4 separate regions of the Mus musculus genome follow, and regions 2, 3 and 4 are each linked to region 1. Evidence: chromatin contacts called from public HiChIP or PLAC-seq data. All regions are on one chromosome and are shown on one strand. The core of a region is the stretch at or near the end of the contact, and the rest is flanking DNA. Distances in the headings are between cores, read along the strand shown.

Evidence for each region. HiChIP or PLAC-seq counts read pairs in DNA pulled down with a chosen protein or histone mark.
Region 2: an H3K4me3 HiChIP or PLAC-seq map of embryonic limb bud shows a contact between it and region 1, with 4 times the contacts expected there. The contact joins two enhancer-like sites. A contact is called at or near these places in 1 of 484 Hi-C or Micro-C datasets (bone marrow-derived macrophages), 4 of 115 datasets of contacts at active chromatin or transcription factors (embryonic basal ganglia, embryonic limb bud and embryonic stem cells) and 1 of 9 other capture datasets (embryonic stem cells).
Region 3: an H3K4me3 HiChIP or PLAC-seq map of craniofacial prominence shows a contact between it and region 1, with 7 times the contacts expected there. The contact joins two enhancer-like sites. A contact is called at or near these places in 3 of 15 datasets of contacts at CTCF or cohesin (the NIH/3T3 cell line, large pre-B cells and stem cell-derived epiblast-like cells), 18 of 484 Hi-C or Micro-C datasets (the C10 cell line, CD8 T cells, the HL-1 cell line and 14 more), 17 of 115 datasets of contacts at active chromatin or transcription factors (the NIH/3T3 cell line, bone marrow-derived macrophages, cardiomyocytes and 13 more) and 1 of 9 other capture datasets (embryonic stem cells).
Region 4: an H3K4me3 HiChIP or PLAC-seq map of embryonic limb bud shows a contact between it and region 1, with 7 times the contacts expected there. The contact joins two enhancer-like sites. A contact is called at or near these places in 1 of 15 datasets of contacts at CTCF or cohesin (stem cell-derived epiblast-like cells), 15 of 484 Hi-C or Micro-C datasets (the C10 cell line, CD8 T cells, the HPC-7 cell line and 11 more) and 9 of 115 datasets of contacts at active chromatin or transcription factors (bone marrow-derived macrophages, craniofacial prominence, embryonic basal ganglia and 6 more).

What each region holds. Positions count from the first base shown.
Region 1 is chr10:120,270,551-120,274,757 of GRCm38.p6, reverse strand. No RefSeq gene overlaps it. Among named protein-coding and RNA genes, the nearest start is that of Llph, 46 kb to the right of the region's middle. Within about 2 kb of position 1,962, at least 69 of the 459 cell types and tissues checked have an H3K27ac peak or open chromatin away from gene starts, as enhancers often do. A contact at or near this core is called in craniofacial prominence, embryonic fibroblasts, embryonic forebrain and 2 more, where this site is marked.
Region 2 is chr10:120,784,692-120,789,178 of GRCm38.p6, reverse strand. The region is part of intron 6 of Msrb3 (methionine sulfoxide reductase B3); the gene reads left to right. Among named protein-coding and RNA genes, the nearest start is that of 4921513I03Rik, 21 kb to the right of the region's middle. Within about 2 kb of position 1,253, at least 13 of the 459 cell types and tissues checked have an H3K27ac peak or open chromatin away from gene starts, as enhancers often do. A contact at or near this core is called in embryonic limb bud, where this site is marked.
Region 3 is chr10:120,871,024-120,875,613 of GRCm38.p6, reverse strand. It overlaps Msrb3 (methionine sulfoxide reductase B3), which reads left to right. Exons shown (of 7, transcript NM_177092.4): 2 at 4,463-4,579. The coding sequence starts at 4,504. Among named protein-coding and RNA genes, the nearest start is that of Gm15910, 16 kb to the right of the region's middle. Within about 2 kb of position 3,008, at least 93 of the 459 cell types and tissues checked have an H3K27ac peak or open chromatin away from gene starts, as enhancers often do. A contact at or near this core is called in craniofacial prominence, embryonic limb bud and tail fibroblasts, where this site is marked.
Region 4 is chr10:120,849,225-120,853,593 of GRCm38.p6, reverse strand. It overlaps Msrb3 (methionine sulfoxide reductase B3), which reads left to right. Exons shown (of 7, transcript NM_177092.4): 3 at 1,502-1,610; 4 at 3,541-3,618. Among named protein-coding and RNA genes, the nearest start is that of Gm15910, 6.2 kb to the left of the region's middle. Within about 2 kb of position 2,808, at least 39 of the 459 cell types and tissues checked have an H3K27ac peak or open chromatin away from gene starts, as enhancers often do. A contact at or near this core is called in embryonic fibroblasts, embryonic forebrain and embryonic limb bud, where this site is marked.

The sequences.
Region 1 (4,207 bases), core at 713-3,212:
TTTGCAGATGAGGACATAACTGCAGGAACTTTAATAAGGAAAGAGGGAGCGAAACCCTATTCCTCACTCAGAACAGGAGCTCATTTCTATCTTCCTGGAAGTGCAGAACCCATGCCCACCTTACAAACAGGCCTGGAGTGCTGATTTAAAACGCTGTCTTTTTTTTTTCCCCCTTCCAAAATTAAGATGAAATATTTTACATAAAGCCAAATAAAGAAGAAAATGGTCTGGCCTGTTAGGGCGTACTTACTTCACTTTTAATATAGACAAATAATCCTTCAAAATTGTCCTTTTTATTTTTTTAAGTTAAATTATGTCCACCCCATGTGCAGATTCAATTTACCCACTAAGTACACAGCTCAGTCTCCCCTCTCAGAGAACCATTCATTTGCCTAAGAAGGTGGGGGAGACCCTGCTGTATTTTCTTAAAGAGATTCCTAACATTTTCCCCCTCCTCCCTCTCGCCTTAAAGACTACTCTGAGAAACTTTGTCCAGCAGTAAAAGGAAAATGGGTTCAAACAAGCTTCAGGAAATTTGGGTAGTAAAACATAAGTTATAAAGTCTATGTTGAGGGCAAAATAAATGGGGCTCTTTTAAATGGGTTAAGTGTCAGCCATGAGACGGAAATGACTTCCTATAGAGTCAGCCATCCCTCCTACTCTCGAGGCAAACGGTGCTGCAAAAGGCTCTCAGGCAGTAAAGGGATACACTGGTCCATGCTGCTGAGCATGCGTCTGGGATGCACACTTATTTACCACACACCACATCTGTCTGGGATGCACACTTATTTACCACACACCACATCTGTCTGGGATGCACACTTATTTACCACTCGCCACATGTGTCTGGGATGCACACTTATTTACTCCGCACCACATGTGTCTGGGATGCACTCTTATTTACCACACACCACATCTGTCTGGGATGCACACTTATTTACCACACACCACATCTGTCTGGGATGCACACTTATTTACCACACACCACATCTGTCTGGGATGCACACTTATTTACTGTGTACTATGTTCAATTTAAGGAAAATAAATGTGAAGGCAGCAACCATGAAGGACAGAGGGCATGGGTTTTCTGTAATTGCAAGGAGACTTGGGTAATGCTGTGTGCATGTTTGATTTAAAATGTTAAAATATTAACAGAAGTTTTCTATAGCAGAGTGTTCCTATCACAGTGAAGTGACTCATAAGAATGCTAAATTCAAACCAGATGGGCACAAACATTACTGGGCGAAAAAAAAAATCATATATTTGGGAGTCAGCGTGGGTCGTCATAAAAATGAAGACCTTGTCGGAGTTCCTGAAGATTGAACTTGCAGAAGTGAAAAGGGAAACAAGGGGAGAGATATTCTCGACTTCCTCTGCGTTAGACAGGCCACCGTCAATTAGAAGAGCTAACATTTATAAAACTTTAGATTGCCGTTTTAATTCATAAAAGATGACTGTTACAGTCCAGAGAGCTCAGATGTGCCAGAGCCCAGGATTCATTAGTTCAGCCGCATGCCACCCTAATAGTGCCCAAGACTCATCTTACTTCCTTCCCGCCCTAAGTCACCCTCATTGAAGATCTATGTGGTATAGAAACTTCCAGCCTGGCCTTTAGTATTCTCCCAGCAAACCACAGAGGAAAATTCCCATTGCAGGGTCAGACACCCAACCAAATCTCTGCTCTCTTAGTTTGTTTGTTTGTTTTTGTTTGTTTTGTTTTTCCCTCCGAGCTTTTCCCCGTTTTCAGATGATCTGCCCCATGTGCTGTGTTTAAATGCGTATGTACCCTACAAGAAGAAAAATATGTGGTCTCGGAATTAATACTTTTTTTTGACTTATAGGGAAATTCCAGTTGTGTTTAACTTGGACTGTGGGATCCGGGAGCTTTACAGAGAGGAGAAACGACGACGAGTGTGTTTTGAGCAGAAATGTGAATCAGGAGTTCCCCACTGTTTGGTTGCTGGAATCCCAGACAACACGGGGAGAAATGATAAGCGCATAATTTAGTCTGGCAGCCGTAGCACTCAGCCTGCGAGCTTGTCAGGTTCTGACTAGGGATGAGAGACCTCCCAGGGACAAGAAGGTACTTCAGGAAACGGTGTTTCTGATTCCGTAGGTGGCCTCTTTCTCCCTGGGTCCCTGTGAATAAGATGCCCGCGTGGTGTTAGGGGGCACTGTGCTCAACTGTGCTGTTTACCTTTCTGAAGAAACCTAAAACCACAGACCTAACCATTTGTGGCCACCGGAGATCTTACAGCGGACTCTCTAAGGCCAGTTGTGTTAACTCCAGAATGCTGGCCCGAGTCCAGCTCAAGTAATTACATTCTGCTCCCCTCAAACTCCCCCTGTAGTTTCCACTGAATCCGATAGTCTGGACCCTCCATCAAGCAGCCTGGCCGGCTCGGTGGTGGTTAGCATTCCACAGAGAGGCAGCCTGTAAGTCCAAGCTGGAAGAAATGAGTGTTCCATCCCCACCAAGCTGCGGCAAATTGGAATTAGCTAGTGTTCATGAAAGCCTCGGGAAACCCGTTTTTTTGAGTGTGTTCACAATCAAAGCTACCTCCTTTGCCCTAGGGAGCCACCTCTGCGAGTGTCGCTTTAACGAAAACGAGTATAGAGATCCTGGGAGGGCAGAGTAGAGTCCTACTCACCTCTGACCTGGAAATACCCTATCTGGGGCAGGGCCAGCAGGGGAGGTGAGTTGAGAAAGCACCGCTCTAACTGTAACAAAGCTCAGAGGCCAGAGAAAAGGAGAAGGGTCTGCGAATGACGTCATATTACGAAGGAATAAAGGATCTTGGGAGGTTTAGCTAAAAGGGGAGAGAGAGGGGCGGGGGGGGGGGGGAGAAAAGAAAGAAGAGGGAGGGGAAAGGAGCAAAGAAAGAAAAAGAAGAAGGAAGGAAGGCAGGTAGGCAGGCAGGCGAGAAGTTAAAATAATTATAAAGAACAAAAGGGGGAAGTAGGAGGGAGGAAAGGGCGAAGAGTGGAGATGAGCAAAAGGGAAAGAGAGAAAGAAGAAACCAAGGGCAGGAGAGAGAGAGAGAGGGAGAGAGAGAGAGAGAGAGAGAGAGAGAGAGAGAGAGAAGGCAGGGAAGTAGAAGAAAAAGGAAGGAAGCTGATATTTAGTACACGGGGCTGATATTTAGATATACGGGGCAGAACCAGAACGAAGGAGGAGTAAGAAACCAGAGACACAGAGCAGAGCCTCCCTCCCTGCTCTGGCCTGCAGGGTCCTTCCTTTCTCACACACCACCTCCATGCATCTTAGCCACTCAGCTCAAAGCCTGACACCTAATGAAATTCATCCCATCAGGAGCCCACTCAGTGGCTCACTTACCGGTGGCACTAACCACACCAGCTCCACTGGCTGCCAATGGACAGATCTCATGGCTTCTGAAAGTCACATGCCATCAGCGAGTCTCTCGTATTGACCAGGACAGAAACCATTCTCTCTCTCAATGTATTTTATTTGATAGCGTTAAGCAAAGCTGATTCAACTCTTCAAACAGGTCATTTTCAATCGCTACTACTTATTAGCTGGGGGCAGCAGCAGACAGATCTATGAGTTAGAAGCTAGCCTGGTCTATCTATTGAGCTCCAGGAAGAAGAACTCTAAATACACTCTATAAAATGTAAATCGGTTTCTTTTGATGGTTTATTTATTTTTATTTTATGCGTACAAATGTTTTGCCTGAATGTTATCAAGGCATACCATGTGCATGCAGTACCCATGAAGACCAGAAGAGGGCACTAGATCACTACATCCTCTGTAGTTGCCATTACAGATACCTAAATTGTCATGTGATTGACAGGCATTGAAACCTCATCTGCTACCACAGCAAGTTCTCTTAACTGTTGAGCCATCCCTCCAGCCCAAAATATAGTTAAATTTTTCATCCACGTATTTGGGACCAGAGTGTTTCAGTTGTTTTTTTTTTTTTTTTTTTTTTTCAAATATTTGCGTATGCACCTGAGATATGTTGGGGATGGTCCCCAAGTCTAAATATAAAATTCTTTTCTTCCATATATACTTTATATGCATAGCTTGAGGGTAGTCTTATGTAGTGTTCTGGTACCCTTGTGAATGACACAGTTTATGTGCGATGAAGCATTAGGTAGAGGGTGAGTTAGCAGTCAGAATGCCTCAGCTTGAAGTAAAAAATAGATCAGGAAACAACAGGAGAATTCAGTCTTTCGGTCTTCCCAA
Region 2 (4,487 bases), core at 4-2,503, 520 kb before region 1:
TTTTGCTCATAACCTGTCCTTAATGCTGAGTTCCCTAAACAAATTCTAAAGGCACTGAAAAGCTGAGACAAGAGGTATTAGCCTTCCCCAAGTCCCTAACTTCTGATCTGCTTGTGTCTAGTCCTGTAATTCAGGGTTGGAGTAATCATCCCCCGACCCCTCCAGGCAAGATAACATCAGCAAGAACTCAGGAAAGATTTTTTTCAAAGGTGCCCTGAGGAGATCAAAGAGATTATGCCAAAACAGGATAGTTCTCACAGAAGGCAACCAGTGCTTGGCCCTATGGAGAAGGCGTGTTGTCTCCATTGTTCTAAAGAGGGGCAGGGACCTGCTTCTCACAAGCTTCATTTCTGGCACTACCAGACGGACTCTGCCTTCCAAAGGCTTTGTCTTTGAGCCGAGGGAAACGTTGAGCTTCTCGTCTGGGTTCAGAGGCTCCAAGAGTCCTTATCTGGCCTAGGCTCCTCAGTTCCTCAGCTAGTAAGCAGCATTATGTCAGGAGCTTAAAAGTCAGTCAAAGAGGTAAAATCTTGGAATGGTCAGTAGTCCAGGAGAGTCAGTCTCTCCTGGAAATACTAGGGATTCTGCTGCCTTCCCCAGGTAAGAATTGTAAGCGGGAGACTAAGAGATCACCTAACTTTCTTTAATACTCTTGAAGTCACCCATTAAATCCAAGTTCACACAGGTTGTGCCGAATGTGTTACTGCTAAAGCCATCATAATGTCCTTGACATTTGTTTTAGACCATTATTAATGTATCTCGATCAACAGAAAGGTAGAATATCCACAAACACAAAGAGTGTTCCCAAAACTAAGCAACTCTTTAGCGGCCCTCCAAGCCTTAGTCATCTTCTGTAGATGACAACTCCTGTATCGCTGATGATCGAAGATGCCCGCACATCACTCGGTCTTTCTGTCGAATCGTAACACACACCTGGTGAGTTCACAACCATTTCCTTGACACAAGATTAATCTCGCAAGCACAAAGAAGCAGGGCTCCTGCTTGCGCACAGGTGTCCTCAAGCAGCGCGGGAGGAAACAGTACTGATGGCAAAGTAAATCGCTCTTCTTCTGAGAACTCTCTTCCGTTCCCTTCGCGAGCCCATGTGCCCAAGTGTAAAGGCCTAGCTTTGAAAGCGCTTCATTTTGCAGATCAAACACTTAAGAGAAGCTGACAGTAAAAAAGCCAAAGCATCCTATGAGAAAGGCCTGGAGGGACAGTGGGAAATACCTCAGTGCAGAGCTATGCATCTGTGTGGAGGGTGCACTGCTTGTGTTTCTCGGGTGGGCGGTCCGGGTCCAGGCGATGGAGGCTGGGAACTGCAGTCAGAGTTAAATCTCATTCTCTGTCTCTTCCCTAGGATGCCCTGTCTCTGGGTTCTCTGCAGGTTCCCTCCCTGAACCTTGCAGAGTGGGAAAGGATTCCTGTGAGAGTCAATGTTCCCCTTCGAACTGTTTTTACCTGCACCTTTGGAATGGCGACTAGAATACTCAGGTGCAGCGTTTCCCTGTAAAATATAAAGAGCTGCATAAGTGCTTAAAGGATCTGAGAGCGCACACCGGAGAGTCTATCCCTGGATGAAATCACTAACAGCAGGCTTCAGAGATTTCTTCATCAGGCAACCAGTTTCTTTCAGTTACTGCCAGGTGTGCTGAGTGATCCCAGCGCGTTGCCAATTGGCTGGGGCCAGGGAGGCAGAGCTCGCAGGCGGCTAAGGAAACAATGTATCATTGACAACTTCCATCCATCATCTGAGCCTCTGGCCCGGCCAGAAGCTGGAGTGAATGGGCTCCATGTGCGCTCCCTTTGGGCTTGTGCACTCTCGAGCCCAGACCAGTAGACCTGAGAGGAAGCTAGTCTTCCCTGAGAAACAGCAGGCAGTGAATGGCAGGCACCGATGTGGTGGCAGAGATAGAAGTGAACACCCGTGCCAAGCTCTGTGACCCGGTGTGCTGGGAGGAGCCTTTAAAGCATATTGTGATGGGCACCCTGAGGTCACCTCCATTGTTTTCCAGGCACTGCTTTATGGAGGCGCCAGGTCTTTTGGGTTCAGACTCTTAGAGAACCTGACCTGAGGTTGAACTCAAGTTAAGTAACATGCCAATACCTACCACCAGGCTACCCCTCCCCCCCAACAAGGTCTGTATTCCAAGTTCCCCCCCCCCCAAACCAATTTCCAGGCTAGTTCCCAACAAAATGCACCCCCAGGTTACAAGCCAGGTTACAAGCCTGCCCCTGGCACTTCAATTCTTAACAACCACCAATCAGGAAAAACACAAAAGTTACATTTATGGTTTGACTCTTAGCACCAGCCAATTATGATAAAGGCCATAATACCAACCCCCCCCCCCCATCAGATGTGTGCCAGGCTAGATACCCACTTCTTGTCTCGATAAATGCTTGCCTGAAACTAAGCTTAGGGCTGCCCCCTCCTGCTCTGCTGCATCAGAGACAGTGGTGTGGCCCAAGCTTGAACTTGGATAAAGAGACCCTAATGCGATCGCATTGGAATCAGCTCCTTGGCTGCCTTTTGGGGTTCACGAACATTTCGTGGCACAACGCTACCCTAACCCATGTTTGCTTGCAGATAACTGTTGTCTTCTCCTAACTTCATCTTCTTTTCTCTGTTACTTTTGCCTGTACCAGAGATACATGTTGAAGTGAAGTGTTCCTTTCTGTTTAATCAGAGGGCCAGTCCCTAATTAGCGAATAGAAGGACAGGTTGAAAATCAACTTAGGTCACCACACTGAATCACTGTCATGTAGTTACTGAAAAGTGTAGGGGAGTTAAGAAGACCATATAGATTCCAACAAGCTTTAAGTCTGTCCTTACCGTACTTTTTCAACAGGGAGGCACGCTCACACGTACACTCAAGAAACAATTAGTGAATTGAAGCAACCTCGTTTATTTTGCCCAGAGAGCTGTGTTCTCTCAATAACTACTGCTGTGCAGGCTCTCATGCCCCACCTCGGGCTTTTCCTCCGCAAACTTCCCTCGGATGCTGAGTGACCGAAGTGCCAGACCTGCGCGTGAGATCAGTAACAGTATGCCAGTCACAGGATGCTAGCTTCCTGTCAGCCTGCACCTTACACGCTTTGGCAGCAGAAACAAGTGTTTCTCTGTGTCACGGGATGAGCACATGGAGTCCTCCAGTGCCTCTTAGCTGCCGATACCTGTTGGCCTCTATAGGTGGTAAAAGGGAAAAGCAACCTGAGGTCGCCAAAACCTGCACAGACTGGGATACAATAACGCAAGAGTTGTTTTTGTAGGCCTGCTTCATATTTTATTCCTCCCAGGCAATAGATCAAACCACTTCAGGTTCACTTTTAGTCCTTTAATAAATTGACACGGTATGTTGGCAGTAAGGCAAGGATGTACCTTTAACATGGAAGTGCGGGGAATGCCGACGCAGCTATCAGGACTGTTTATTAGAAACCAGAGAGCCTTTAGCACTGAGCTTAGCACCTGCAGAGAGAAAAGCGAGACTCTGGGTGTTTCCATTCTGATGAGCATCTTACATCACCTCTCTCTTCATACCACCCCCTTCTTAGACCCTTCTCAGTGTATAAACAGCTCTGGTGGGAGGATGGAGCAAATCACCTATAAGCCACTTCTGTCCTGGTTTTACCTTAATCCCCAGTCCTTCCTCTCCCACTGGACAGCCACTTCCTTCATATGTGTTTCCGAAGCCACCACAGAGGCCCCTCTACACCTCGATACTTCCCCTCCCCAACCCTATCCCTGTCTTCTCCTGGCTTGTTTCTACTGACCACACCTTATGGGTCACTGCTTTTCTTGCTTATTGGTATCTCCGGCTGACAGGTAAGCACTCAGAGGCCAGGGATTGGTACCTGAATCTTCAGAGTCTAGGACAGTGCCAGGCATGTGAACAGGTACTCCATAGCTGTCAGTTATGTGGAAATCTGTGGAAATCATTTAGTCCAGCCATTGGCTTCTCTGCCGCACAATGAGGTCTGTGTCCCCAAAGCCTTTCGGAGGTGGTGCATGGATGTCTCCATCTATCTACCCTGTCCCGGCTAAGAGGAAGCGGGAGGTGTGTGCATGTGGCGTGTGGTACCATCTGGAGCCATACTCGGCTTTAAAACAGTTACTGCAGGCACGTATTCAGTAGCTGGCCTCTGTGGGGATGCTGCATCCGAATGACATCTCCACTCGATGGAACATTACCAGCTGTCCTTTCTTCTGACACTCACCTTCCTCAGTACTCTGAATAGTCAAGGACTTAGGTTTGAGTGAACCGCCTCTTCCTTCCCCAATGCACTTCGTGTGTGAAAAGAAAAGCCAGCATGACAGTCCACCTATTGGAAGCTAGAAGACAAGCCATGGTACGGGCTGGAGCCCTCCCATGTGCTCTATTTGCAGCTTTGGTGACCATGACATAAATCTCCCGAGTCTTGCCACTGCTTCCCTGGGTTCCAAGAACATCCAGGACTGATGTTAAGTTTTATCACCCCTGCAAACAACC
Region 3 (4,590 bases), core at 1,759-4,258, 600 kb before region 1:
GCACGAGGTGGAGGCCTGCCTGGGATATAGACTGTGCTAAAGGCCGGCAAGACCCCATTTCACATAAAAAGCGACAGAAATGCCTGGGATGAAGTGTGGTGACAGAGGGATTGTCTAGAAGGGGCAGGGCCCTAGGTTCAGTCTCCAGTCGTCCTCCCCCTGAAAGTATTTTTTTTTTTACATTAAAAATTAAACTGCTTTATGTGGGTTTTTCTGTCTTGTCGATGCTTTTTATATACCAAGAAAAGAAACAGGGCATCTGAGTTCAGATCGCTAAAACCCATGTGAAGACAAAGTGTAGCTGAAATACACATATAACACAGAACACATATAAACTGCGACATCAATGGCCCCGTTAGAACAGTGCATAGGTACATTTTGCACTGTGGTAGAAAAAAAGACATTTTAAAGCAGCAGTTCTCAACTTTCCTAATTTTAGTTTGAAAATGGTTCGGAAGACTGGGGCACTCTTAAAACCCAGGCTTCCGCGCATCAGAGTTAGCAGAGGTGGTGCCATCACTACCTATCCAGCCGCTGACTTCACAGAGGCAGCAGCTAAAGGAGCTGCCCATCCATTCAGCCAATGACAGTTGAACATAAAGTATGTCAGGCCCCATGCCCATGAACACAATGTTTCCAGTTGGACTTTATAGCAGGCATTTTAGTTAGAGGTTCAGAGATGCTATGGTAACATTTCTACTAAGGGAAATGGGGAAAGTGGGGGTTTGAGAGACTGCACGGGTCAGTGGAGCATTTTCTGTCAAGGGTGGTCTTTATTTTAAGATTGCTTTCCTGAGCTGGGCAGTGGTGGCACACACCTTTAACCCCCAGCACTTGGAAGGCAGAGGCAGGTGGATTTCTGAGTTGGAGGCCAGCCTGGTTTACAGAGTGAGTTCCAGGACAGCCAGGGCTACACAGAGAAACCCTGTAAGATTGCTTTCTTGGTTCTTGCTGTCAGCACACCTTTTTTTTCAGGAGAGAAAGAAGACCGTGGTGAGATCTGAGTGTTATGTTTTTAAAAATTGCCCTCGACAACATTCTAATTTGCAATCGGCTTTTGGCGTTGGGGGGAGAGCATTTCACCAGCTTGTGAAAACCCCTCACGTACACAGTTCTTTGCATTTGTTGGCGAGGGATCCGACCTTCAGGGCTGACACTTCAAGTCCACGGGTACAGTCAGCTCTATCTGGAACTAATTATCAGCTTGGTGAATTCTCTGGATTCCCTGGTAATGCTCTCTCTTGCTAGTACATTGTTCAACTGCAGGGCAGAGAGGAAAACGGGGGAGTCGGAGAAGACCCAAACCAAAACCACTCGCAAACTGAGTTCAGTCATGATCTGGACGTTAGAATTCTGAGGCAGTCGGGGTATTAGATAGGAAAGTAGAAATCTTTGAAAATCATAAGGTGTTTGAATTATCTTTGAATTTTTAGTGAGGGTGCTTTTCAGCATCCCACCTGTTACAGCCCTGGCTGGCAATCATACACTGTCACAGATTTCAATTCCTTTTAGCACCATTAGCAAAGCAGCTGGGGGAGACAACACTGGAAATGAGATGCCCAGAACAACCAGTTTTATAGGTTAATCATTTACATTGAGTCTTCTACTCAGGAAGTGACTGAGTGCTTGGTTGTCATGTGCTGGGTAGTGAGATACAAAAAGGTCCCCTCCCTGCCCTGCAGCGTTAATTTAGAAGAGGCAAGAGTGCAAACCACACCAGTATCCTGAAAACTGCCATAGGAGAGCCGGGGGCTCGTCAGGCGTTCTGTAGGGTCAGCGCTGGGAAAGCTATGCTGTGACCAGCAGATGGTGGGAAACAGTATCAGAGAGCATGGACTCGCAACGGAGGCTTGTTCTGGGGAAACCGTGAGCAGTGCATCCAGCAGGGCCATGGGACAGGATAGGATGTGGTGAGAAACACAGGAAGAAGGCATGGAGTTAGATGGATGGGGAGGAGGGGTCTGGGAGGACCTGGGAAGAGTTGAGCAGAGGTGAAACCAGGATCAGAATGTACTGATGGGAGATTTAGTTTTCGTAAATGTTTTCCGGCTCATGTAATACTAAGCAAATATCTGACAGCTAACTTTTTTTTAAAAAAACATATACCACATACTAGGAGAGGTCCCTTTAGCTAATTGCTCTTTTGAACTGCTATTTTAGAGTCGGAGAAGCAAAGGTAAGTAACTTGTCCAAGGTCATACAAGCAGTTACAGAGACAGACAGAGTTCCAGCCAGGCAGTCCGGCAACAAAGCTAGCACACATCCACGGTGACAGGCATCTTTCTGGGAATGGGTTGTGTATTTTACATCTGTCGTCAGGGTCCGTTTTCTATTGCAAGTGTAAAAATACACACTCCTCCCTCTCTTCCCTCAAAACCTCAGTCCCAAAATATTGTTTACCATGCTCCTGTTCCCGGACCGGACACATTAAAGGCGCATCTCGTGGGTGCTTCTGTTGGACGGAGCTAAGCAGGGCATGCAGACACAGGTGGGCAGAACTGCCTTTCAGTCCATGGCTCAGACACATATTCCCAGGGTGCTGGGCACTTCACAAGCATTCTGTAAACTTGCCCACCTTCTCTAACATACTTGTGAGCATTCACGTAATTAAGGCTGTATCAGTGCCCAGCCTATAACACGGGAGATTTGTGAGTGGCTCACACCATGACAGGTTGTGTTCCTTCGTTCTTCCACATCCGAAAAGCCAAGGTGTCTGTGTCAGTAACTCTATCCATTGCTGCACTGCTTGGTGTTAGTATAGCACTTCCAGGGTCGACTTTAAGCACCAAAAAGGAAACAAAGCAGTTTAAACGCCCCCAAACTGGGCAAGACCAATTTGCCACTAGATGGCGCTCTGGCTATTTGGGTAGGGGAAAAAAAAAAAAAAAGATCGAGTAAGGACTATTAAATCACAGCCACTTTGAGCCCCTGGTATTTGCAGTCCTAGGCTTTTAATTGTAGCCGGCATCTTTGTTCTTTGCCTGACCTGCGGAGTGACGTCACTGCCTTGCTTCCTGTGTGCTGGCTTTGACACAAGCCAGATGGCCACAGTGATCCGTAGGCGCCCAGGCCGCCTGGTACAGCGGTTGATGAAACGGAATAGGAAGGCATTTTATGGTCAGCTGCGGGAGCACTGAGAGGCCGCAGCTTTGCTAAGTAATTACATTTACCGCACATACTTTATCCCTCATGGGGAAGGGTCTCATGGAGGGGGAAAAAAAAACTTACATTTTTATTTACGGCGTTGTGAGGTATAGACCTTTGATCTTTTATTAGCCAGTAGTCTGCTACAAAGGCATGCAGTCTTTGCCTGCTCCGCAGTCACTCGTGAAAATGACATCTTTATTTATGTCTAACGGTTCTCAGGCTGCGCATTGTGATTCTTAGCCCCCACCCCCACCCCAACCCCTCCAGTTAGTAACACAAAAATGTTTTGCTTCTGTAGTGAGTTTAGTTTGGGAAAGTCAGAGTTCAGGCATGTTAATACAAGCAGATTTCGGTCAGATATACTCCAGAGCGACTTGGTCAAATAGATTACTGTTTATCACATGTTTGCTCTTCAAGGGGGTCAGGAGAGTCCAGGAAAAGACTTTTATTTCAGGGTAGGGAATGGAGGGGGTGGCGGCGAGGAAATGATCAAGACATTAGTTTCATTCCATCTTTGGACATTAGGCAGTTGAAGTTACTTAACACGGCGTTTTTAAATAAAACACGAGAGATTGATAATCACCCAGTATTCTTCAATCTCATTTGAACTTAGTCCACACCAATCACGGCCCTGCGTGAGATCTTTACGCACCAATCATGGCCCTGCGTGAGATGTTTACGCACCAATCACAGCCCTGTGTGGCATGCTTATGAAAACCCCACAAGCTGGACTTTTGTCTTAATATCGTATAGGTTGGGGATTCTTCTACGTGATTCATTTCTCAAGACTTCAGTAAAATATTTTCTACCCCTTTCAATGTTGGGTCATGAGTTCTACTCCCAGAATTTTATTTAGAGGTTAAAAATCATAGAATTAAACGAAAGGGCACCTTCCCTATGCCTTCTTCAAAGTTAACGGATTGTGGAGCAAAGTCTCATAGTCGTCCTTCATCTTTTGTTTTTTTGTTTTTTTTTTTTTTCCCTTGTCTTAAAGGGCAAGTCTCTACGTAAGGACACATTTTGGCTCTGCTGTTAAATGAGCGTTTCCCACACCACGTTTGCTCTGTGTCCTTGGATCTTCGAGCCTCGATTGCACTCACATATGTACTGGGGATAAAGCCAGCCTCCTCAGCGAGTGCAGGAATTCACAGTGGCAGGGAGAGTCAGCTGTCCATCCGAAACCGCCGCACTATGGTTTATTAGCACTGTGCGTGCGCTTAGCCCTAGGTCAACCCAAGCCATCAGTTGTTCCATGAGTGTGCCTACCGTTCCTGAGGTTTTAATTCGTTGTTTTTGTTTCCTCTTTCCTACTCAGCTTCTGCCGCTGCCTTTGCCTCTGCTGGAGATACCACAGCTATGTCTGCCTTCAACCTGCTGCACTTGGTGACGAAGAGCCAGCCCGTGGCCCCGAGAGCCTGCGGGCTCCCCTCAGGTTGCCAATTG
Region 4 (4,369 bases), core at 1,559-4,058, 580 kb before region 1:
CCAGGGTGAGTGAGCCTGGTGTTAACTGCGGTTCAGCTAGGTGGGAGGCCCTCAGGGCTATTGCTGAAGTGCCTATGTCCCTGGGTCTCTTTCTAGACCAACGAAGGATGGGGAGGTTGGTAGAAGTTAGTGTGACTCCTGCCGGCCTGGCCATAGTAATCTTCTGTTGGCTCTACTCTGCTCTTTTCCTGGCTCCCTGCTTTCTGGTAGAGAAGCAGCTTTCTGTCTAGGTGGCCCTAGTTCCAGAAGCTGATAGCCCCTTCTTCAGTCCCACAATCGGGATAGCTGGCTAGTTAATTCTTGCCAAGTTTAACTTCAGTAATCTCATAGTCTGTGTTAGGTGCCTTAAAAGTAAACAGTGGGAAGGGTTTCCATCGGCAAGTCAGGAGACGTTGGATTTTATGTTCAGGATACCAAGGCTGACTTCAAGACACTGTTAGGGGACCTCTGTGCTGAGGACTGTCTGCAGGCAGCTTTCCTACCATGACGGATGGCCAGGGAAAGGCCCGTAATTGCACTGAGCAGTGGCTCTCCTGTCTCCTGTTCTTCTCAGCTGCTTGCTCAGGTAAAGTAACTACGCACATAAACAAGTGTTGTCTGAATATCTCGCTGCACTCTGTGCCTATTGAAATAGAACTACCTTCACTGTCAGTAACATTCGAATCATTTCATCACTCAGATCAGGGAAATCCTCCCTGCTGAACTCTCCCAGCCAGGACCGCACAAGCCCTGAAGTAAAATCACGCTCAGCTTCCATGTGGCTGTGTCTTTTTCTTCCTGCCTTTCTCTGTCTCTCTGTCTCTCTCTGTCTCTGTCTTTTTCTTAATCTGGAATTCTTGAATCTCTCTTTGTATAAGTAAATACCTTCTCCTGAAGTCTCCTGGCAGTTCCTTGCTGGTAAGACACAGGCTTTAGAAAAAACATGCATTTCTAAAGACCACACAGAACCTACTTAAATGTCTGTCAGACTCATAGAAAACAGCAGTTCCTACTGTAGAAAAAAAGACATGTTTAGGTTCCTCAGAAAAATAAATTGGATGGTAGGTGGTCATCTTGGTTGACAGTTGCATGGTGACAGCCTCAAGCTAGTCTACCAAGTTGCAAAATTATTCAGTGGATCTTTGTATGTCCACTATCACTTCATACCTGCAAATACATGCATGCTACTGAATCCACCGTTTTAAAAGGGGTTTCAAGGTATCAGGTGGCATAAAGGATGTGCTACAATCTTGTAAACAAATTCCCAGTGAGTTTCTAATATCACCTGCTACAAGCCTTGGCTGTGACACGTTGTTGCTGCGCCAGGGGAATCATGGGGCTTTTTAAAGTGCATTCTGTTGGAGCTTGGAGACCGGCTGCAGCTCAGGTAAGGTTTTGTGGTCCGCTAGGGATTCTCTGGTCATTGACAAGTGACTGTAGAGGCTGTGCTGTGGCGGCCAGCCAAAGCAAGTATTTAGGATTCAGGCTAAATGGCTCTTTCTCCCATATCCTCTCTTTCCAGGGTCATGTAGGGATAAAAAGAACTGTAAGGTGGTCTTTTCCCAGCAGGAACTGAGGAAGCGGCTGACACCCCTACAGTACCATGTCACTCAGGAGAAAGGAACTGAAAGGTAATGTGTGCTGTAATAAAAGCAAGCAAGCAAGCAGGCAGGCAGGCAGGCAGGCAGGCAAGCTGGCAGGCAGGCAGGCAGGCAAGCTGGCAGGCAGGCAGGCAGGCAAGCAGGCGGGCAAGCAGGCAAGCAGGCAAGCAGGCAGGTGGGCAAGCAGGCAAGCAGGCGGGCAAGCAGGCAAGCAGGCAGGCAGGCAGGTGGGCAGGCGGGCAAGCAGGCAAACAGGCAGGCAGGCAGGGAGGCAAGCAGGCAGGCAGGCAAGCAAGTAGGTGGGCAAGCGGGCAAGCAGGCAAGCAGGTGGGCAGGCAGGGAGGCAAGCAAGCAGGCAAGCACCACTTTCTCCCACTCCTTGGAGTCTTCTTCCCTGTTGATTATTTTAAAGAAACTATGCATGCTGGGTAAGGCCTGCAAATGACTGTCTTTGAAAAGGCTGGAGATGGCACTGTTTGAGTTAAAGCTGAGTTTCTTTTCTGCTTCTCTCCACTCAGCGAACTATATCTATATAAAGCCACGGGACTTTTGCTAAGGGCCTGTTTTTAGTTTACAGTGAAATGTGTGGAAGCAATAGCGATTTGGGTGCCCCCCCCCCTTTTTTTTTTTGGACGACATCACAGCAAGGAAAACTGTGAGGGATGTGGCGCTATGCCAGGAGGCTGGCATTTTGAAGGTGGCATTGTAAAGCATAGACGTTTTGGCTGCAAAAAGAAGGTAGCATAATTTAGTTCCTTTCCACCCCACTCGGATTTCTTTTTGAAGCACATGTGGAGAAAGTATTTATTGGCTCATTTGTGGTTGGAATGTCAAAAATTTTCAATAACTGCCCTTGCATGGCTTTGGTCCTTGGAAGTTCGCCCTACATCCTGGGGGGGGGGGGCAGTCGTTCACTTCCAAGACTGTTTTTTAGTGAATAAAATAAAATCTCTCTCAGCTGATTCCAGCGAAAAAGTAACTTGCCAAGGCCTAATGATTTTGTTGTCTAATTCATACCACGGGGCTCGGCACGAGGCTGTAAATGGTCCCCCTGATGCAGGTTTATTCGTGATGTGACTTTGTGTTTCCATTCAAGATCTGAAAGAGCTTCCTTCCCACACAGGGATCCTTGTTAATGGACAGCACGCTCTCCCTGTCACAGCCCCCACTGTTCACTGAGTTTACTGAACAATGAAGCTCTCTCACAAGGTGTGCCTTCCTTGTACCAGCGGCGGCGGCAGGGCTGGATCACAGGGTCCAGGACTTCTGCCCGCCAATGTTGTGTGCATGCCCTAGCAAAATGATTTAATGCACACAAACAACCAGAGATTAGGTCATTCTTTAAAAAAAAAAAAATTCTGTTTATAAAAAAAATTGGACCTCGTAAAGAGGGACGAAACGATAATAAAACCAAGCTGCAGAGCACACGGCCTTTTTGTTGGGCGACACAGCTGATCTGCATTAACCGAGTGACCTCCGCGCCTGTAAGATCGCTAACTTAGAAAAACAGTTCCTTAAAGCTGCAATATTCCTTTTCAAACCAAAAAATAAGACTCCTTCCACTCGAAGACTTGGGACCTGCTACATTTTCTGGTCCCCCTCTTGTATGGTGTGGGGCCGCGGAAATCTTAGGTAACAGTGTTCTTCATGTGACTCAAACAGTGGGCTTTTTTTTTTTTTTTAATTTGAAAAATATTCTAAGTATTACTTACTAGATGGCTTGATATTTTGACTTAACCTGTACTAGTTTGGAGTAGTTATATGCACATTTTATTATATATATGTATATATTCGAAGTATATTACTATTGTTCAAGCTTCCATATGTCTGGTCTGTTCTCATTTTAGGGCCCCAGACCCTTGAAAGTTTTACCAGAGAAATGTATTTAAACCAGTGTGTTCTATAAGAAGTAACACTAGCTCTGTTAACAGTTTTTGACGCTCTGTTTATCGTTTATCAGTGCCTTTGAAGGAGAGTACACACATCACAAAGATCCTGGAATATATAAATGTGTTGTCTGTGGAACTCCGTTGTTCAAGTAAGTGTCCTGAAAGCCGGTGGGCGTGGCCGGGTCACGTGACCACATGCTCCGGGCTGCTCAGTTACCTGCCCATCTTTCCTTTGCTGAATTTGATTCTATCCTTTCATATATTTGTCCACTTTCTGAAACCGACAATGATGACAGACTTTCTTGGCTAATTTCTAGCGTGACAGACTGGCTAACTTTGTACTGTTTAGACATTTAAAACACCCAGCACTAACTTTGGTGTCCACTTCAGTAACCATTGTCCTTAGCAGAGGTACAAAGAAAATCTTGGTGACAGAGAGCGTATGTATTTACTGATTTGTCTAATGCCCCGACGTCCACGCATAGGTCATTTTGCAAGTCACTCACGCACATCCCTCAGATTAAAATGCATCCAGCGAGAAGCCTCTTTATACTTCTACAATGAAGCGCTATACCCCAAATAAACATGAGACAGCAATATCTTCTACCTGAGGTTAACATTATTATTTTGACATTGGCCTAAAATCCTCTTTTTGAAAAATCCTAAACGTTCACAATAATGCTGATACCACATAGACTTTTTGACCAAGACAGATAATTCTTGGTCTGGATAGGATAATCTTATCAAGCAAGGACAGTTTTTAACCAAAAACATTTTATCTGGGTGCTGGGTGCGTAAAATCTCAGGCTCCCTGTATGTCCTACAGAATTGCTGCCCTGGTGGAAATGAAAGCAGAAACCTTACTTAGGGGTGAGCATCTTTTATCTGAGACAGGATTAG